Regions from separate parts of the Sus scrofa genome. Here region 2 is linked to region 1. A link is a contact called in public HiChIP or PLAC-seq data. All regions are on one chromosome and are shown on one strand. The core of a region is the stretch at or near the end of the contact, and the rest is flanking DNA. Distances in the headings are between cores, read along the strand shown. Region 1 holds the start of CD44 (CD44 antigen). Region 2 holds the start of PDHX (pyruvate dehydrogenase protein X component, mitochondrial).

The links. HiChIP or PLAC-seq counts read pairs in DNA pulled down with a chosen protein or histone mark.
Region 2: an H3K27ac HiChIP or PLAC-seq map of alveolar macrophages shows a contact between it and region 1. The contact joins the promoter of PDHX here to the promoter of CD44 in region 1. A contact is called at or near these places in 1 of 5 promoter capture datasets (liver), 5 of 47 Hi-C or Micro-C datasets (embryonic fibroblasts, fetal skeletal muscle, heart right ventricle and 1 more) and 2 of 2 datasets of contacts at active chromatin or transcription factors (alveolar macrophages and skeletal muscle).

The regions. Positions count from the first base shown.
Region 1 is chr2:25,882,885-25,885,584 of Sscrofa11.1, forward strand. It overlaps CD44 (CD44 antigen), which reads right to left and starts at 1,325. Exons shown (of 14, transcript XM_013994425.2): 1 at 1,077-1,325. The coding sequence starts at 1,179.
Region 2 is chr2:26,093,527-26,096,226 of Sscrofa11.1, forward strand. PDHX (pyruvate dehydrogenase protein X component, mitochondrial) reads right to left here and starts at 1,369. Exons shown (of 13, transcript XM_003122869.4): 1 at 1,167-1,369. The coding sequence starts at 1,320. It overlaps APIP (methylthioribulose-1-phosphate dehydratase), which reads left to right and starts at 1,494. Exons shown (of 8, transcript XM_003122870.3): 1 at 1,494-1,749. The coding sequence starts at 1,693.

The DNA.
Region 1 (2,700 bases), core at 75-2,574:
TGGTACTCCCAGGGTTGTGTTTAATAAACACTTGCTGAGTGGAATTAACCATAGGTTGAGCTGTTCTAATGACCCAGCTGGCACTTCTTAAAAGAAAAATAATTAATTTTTCTAGCGATAACCAAATCAGCCATGTAATTATCTGTACCTCTATAGACAAAAGAAAGGAATGCTTGGAGTTCAGCCTCACCAATACATCACACACAGCCTCTCCCCCCAACAGCCACTGAAGGGCATGGAGCCTATTGGGATGGGATATTGGCAGCCCCAGATCCAGGATTCCTGATGCCACCCTGGTGCCCAGGTTCCCCCATCCTGCCTAGAGGCTGCCAGGCAGGGAATACGAGCCACATCGCTGCTGGCTGGATTTCCCCTAACTGATCGGCAGAAGCAGGAGGTTGCCAGGACCTAGCAGCTGGCCCAGTCAGTGCCTCTCCTATTCACACTCCCTGACCCAGGCTGGCACCTCGTGGAGACCCAGAACCTTGCCACAGTGCTGGTTCAGGTTCCCACAGTGTTAAGATCCTTAGTGACTGGAGCCAACTGTAAGAGCCTTGGAACCCAGGACCCCTTTCTAGAAAGCTCATGGCCACCAGCCCTCACACATAGCCACTGTGCCCACCTCTATGGCCACCTCGCCAACAGCCCTGCCTCTGCCCTAGCCCCTGTCCCTGCCCTGCCCAGCTCTGCCCGGCCACAGCCCAGCCGGGCTTCCAGCGCCCTTGGGCACCAGAGCCTGTTAGTCCAGACGCGCGGGCTGTGCGCGCCCAGGAATACAGTTACTTTCTGCCTTGTGCTTCTAGGGCTCCAACAACCTCACCCAAAACTGCGCGCCACCGCCGGCAGCCTGCCCAGCAAACTTTTCTTCGTTCTTTCTCTTTTCAACAAAACGGTGCTTTCCACCAACAGGCTCTCCACCAGCTTAGCGCAAATCCGTGCCCGGCTCTCCTTCCCCAAATCCCAGCCGCTCGCCGCCCACTTGACTCAGGTGCCCCAGGGCCAACTCAACCCGCGCGACTGCCGGCGGGTCCCGGCCACTCCTGTCACTCCCTCCCACCGCCTCGGCAGGCACTCACCGATCTGCGCCAGGCTCAGCTGCACGAGGCAGAGTCCCCAAGCTGCGCGCCACCAAAAGGTGTCCATGGCGTCGGAACGACGGAGAGAGTGAGCGGGTGACATGGAAGGGCCGGGGCGCTGGGCGGGGGCCGGCAGAGCACTGGACGAGCAGGGCGCCAGAACCTGTCCGAGGCTGGGGTCCGGCTGGCAGTGAGGGCGCCTGGGAAGTTGGGTGCAGTTTTTATTCGAGGGTTGAGTGAGTGACCTAAGAGGGAGGGAGCGAGCGGAGGACACACCCAAGCGAGGGGGCTGTGACTAAGCAGCCGGCAGAAGTTTAAAGACGTACCGGCTCTCCTTGGCGCTGGCCTCGCTGCCCCCGCCCCCTTCTCCACGGAGATGGTAACACCGGGTGCCAAAGCGGGTGCCCCGGGGGGCCGCGGGGTTCCATCGTACCGGGAGGCACCGGCTTTCCGCTCCAGAGGCGACTGGGAGCCCAGCCTTTGGACGCAGCAGGGAATGACTGAGTCGTAAAACTTCAGCCCTTTGGGATCAGCCTCTGGCTTCTCCTCTTTACTGTTTCTCTTTGCATCTGGCTGGGGAGCTCTTCTCCCTGGGTTTTCAGAGGCAGCTGGATATTCTGGGAGAAGAGCTGGGACAGAGCCAGGTCCTGCCCTGGAGAGTGGTGCTTCCCTGCCCATGATGGGGAGCTTGTGATTCTTCCCAGGGAAGAGAGGAAGTGCACATTCTTCTTCCCTCGAAGGAGAAGGAAGTTCACAGCCTCAGGTGGATTTTTGATTCTTATCAGGACCACTCAGAGAAGGCTAATGATAACCAGCCACTGACCCACCTGTTATCATCCAGCCTCAGGCTGGCACCTGGAACCATCCACCCATTCATCCACGCACTCACTCACACACTCATTCATCCTCCCAAGTATCCTTCCATCCACTGATTCATCTCTCTACCCATCTTACCTTACCTCCCTCCAGGGCTCGTGCATCTGTCCATCCAGTAGACACTCACAGCCATCCATCCTTCTTTCCATGCATTTATCTAACCACATATCCTTCCAACCACCCTCTCATCCAGCTTCTCATCCAGCTGTCCTTAATCTTTTCATATTTCTTTGTTTTTTTTTTTTGTTTTTTTTTTTTTTTTTTTTTGTCTTTTTGCTATTTCTTGAGCCACTCCCGCGGCATATGGAGGTTCCCAGGCTAGGGGTCCAATCAGAGCTGTAGCCACCGGCCTACACCACAGCCACAGCAACGCAGGATCTGAGCCGCGTCTGCGACCTACACCACAGCTCACGGCAACGCCGGATCGTTAACCCACTGAGCAAGGGCAGGGACCGAACCTGCAACCTTATGGTTCCTAGTCGGATTCTTTAACCACTGCACCACTACGGGAACTCCTCATATTTCTTTGTAAATCCACATCCATCTATACACTGTCCTCGTCTCCTTCCATCCACCCGTATATCTCATCATACATGTATCCATCCATTATTCGCCCATCCACCCATCCATCCTCCACATATCCATTCACCATTTTATCCACCCTCTCACCCACCCATGCGTCTATCCCTTCTTTCTTGCTGCCATGTATATTCCTATCTATGCAAGGGTTAATCCACTTTCCTCCATC
Region 2 (2,700 bases), core at 119-2,618, 210 kb after region 1:
TCATCCTGCGGAGGAGTGACTAAAGACTGGCAGAAAATACATCACACTCAAAATCCGCCCCACCCCCATCCTCATGTAAAGAAAAATAATGCAGGGCACACTACAGTATATACCATTAAACACCGTAGGAATTGTGTTAGCTCTGTCAATATCACTACTTAAAGACAACTTTCAACAATAAGTTTTGTAAACAATGAAGAATTTCAATGGCAAATCCAGTTCTACAAGGGTTAAATCATAACCCACTGCAGTTGCCCAGCGACAGACAGTGCAACCTGAGAGGAATTCAGGATGAAGCACTGGGTGTTTTGGATAAAGAGGCCCTTAGATAATTCGAAACACATTTCAAGAAGAATTTTAATGATCCTGAATTCTTATATCTTCCCATTCATAGAAAAATACTAAAACCATTAACCTGAGATATCTGCTCTTTGTGATTAGCAGTAATCTTTTATCAACCTGTATGCCTAACCGCATTTATCTCCTAGCCAAAAAATTCACATACAATCTGGCTTCTCTACCTCTGCAGAGCGGCTGTCTCCCAGGCTAAAATCCTCACTCATATTCTGAATAAAACTTAAAACTCACAACACTTGGGCGGCCTGGCTTTAAGTCGACACTTCTTGGTAAGCTTCTCCCCCTAAATTTCCACTCTTTCAAGCCATGTTTCGCATAAAACATTTTTCCGGACCTATGCCTATGATGCCTAGACATTTACAAATTGAGTCCTTTACCAGTACTCGCGTGAGGCAACCCCGCTGGCCTCTAAGATCTTCCAGTAGACAAGGGTGAAAACAATGAATAAAAACCACTAACGTGACGTCTAAATCTCAGCAAACTTGGGCAACTTGACAACTCTAAAGGAAACTAACAATGACTAGGAAGGGGCTTGAGAGAGGCCGCACAACCCCAAATCCAAGGCAAGGTCACGGAGAAGCCATACCAACCAGGAGGCCAGGGAACGGAGTCAAATTCTCCTAGCTTCCAAAAAACCCTTTGCGGCATGCACGAGGCCAAGTCAGCAGAACCCTCCCCGAGACAAAGCCAAGGGAGCGGGGAGGCTCCGGGCACCTCCACACCCAGGTGCAGGCCCTTAATCAAAAAGCCCCTGCCCCAGGCCCGTTGCTCAGATGCACAGAGGAGCTGAGCGCGTCCCGGCCACTCACCCCAAAGAGACTGCGTGCTGTGATACCATCTCCAACTAGCTCCGCGGCCGAGAGACCATCCAGCAGCTCCCTTCACCAGCCCCGGGCAGTTGCCAAAGCCCAGGAGGCAACGCATCACCCGCGGGTCACAGCCTAGCCTCCAGGAGGCCGCCATCTTCCCAGCCTTCTCGCGGGCTGCCCTCAGCACAGCCTGTTCGCCCAGTCATCAAGGCCCTACAAGGCCCCGCCTCCCACCCCGTTGGACACGCCCCCTGGACGCCCGCGACTCGTAAACCGCAGGAATCAAGCAGCTCTTCTAGCTCCGCCTCCAAACTCGTTGGCCTCGCCTCCCGGTCATGAGGCTGCGCGGTTGGGCCTCCGGTCAGCGAGGCCCTCCCGGACCCGCCTTTCGTCTTGTCCGCCCCGCCTCCGGACTGCCCTCCACACCGCCTGATTGCATTTCTGGCCTCGCCGTGTTAGCCCCAACTGAGGGCCGGGAGCAAAGCCTTGCGAAGACCGGAGGGCGCGGGTACCTCTGCTCCCGGCCATGTCTGGCTGTCACGCTCCAGAGGGAGACTGTAGCTCGCGGCAATGCCTCGCGCAGGTAGGGGCGGGGCCGCCGGCGCCTTCTATTCCCTGGAAGCGAGGCGCCTGCGGGGCTCGGCGGCGGAAGCTAGGCGCGGGCGGGGTGGGGTTTCGGGCCGGACCCAACGGGACCCTCGCGCACCGCGGTTTCCGCTGCGGGTGCTGACCTAAGTCCCCGGCTCCCGCTGAGGTCTTTGCTCCACCGGCTGGGGTTCTCTGGAGACAGGAGCTGGGCACCAAACCTTGAATAAGGAAAAATAACGGAGGAGAGCGGTATTAAGTGTGTATTTCAAAGTAACTTCTCATGAAGACCGGGGAAACGTGAAGCCGCGGGTGAAACGGAGCTCAGACTATGAGCTCTTCTGCGCCCTGGCGACCAGCCTGACATTTGGCGCGTAGTAGGTACTTGGGAAACGTCCCCGAGCCGGATCTGTTCAGTAGCTGGCACTTTCTCTGCGCAAGTTGCTCTTTGCCTGCTTCTGTTTAGATTGGTTGTGGGATGATCTAGGAAGGATTTTTCCTTAAGCAGAAGTCACAGGAAGATTCCACCCTCGGGCTGCACATAACTTTTCATTCACTTCTGCATGCCAACAATTTATGGAACACCCATGTGCTCAGGGTGGTAATTAAGACAATGGCCTGGGTTCTGGAGGAGAGCTAGACCAGTAAACCATTACAAGTGAGAAGCGCTGCTGAAGAGACTGGGAATTCCCCCTCAAATCACGACCTGATTCTTTATTCCTCCTGTTATTCTTCCTTGGGGCAGAAGGTCCCAATTAAAAAGTAAAAGGTGGCAGATTTTATTAGGAAAAACTTATCAGCCAGTATTTCTGTGAATAAATGACTTTCCAGAGATGAGCAAAGTCACTTGTTTTCTTCCTCTCACTTATTACAATTTACGTATTTATTCCTCTTTTCACTGCCAACTAAAAATTGTCACCCACCCGCTGCCTCCACAAGGTTTAGGTCA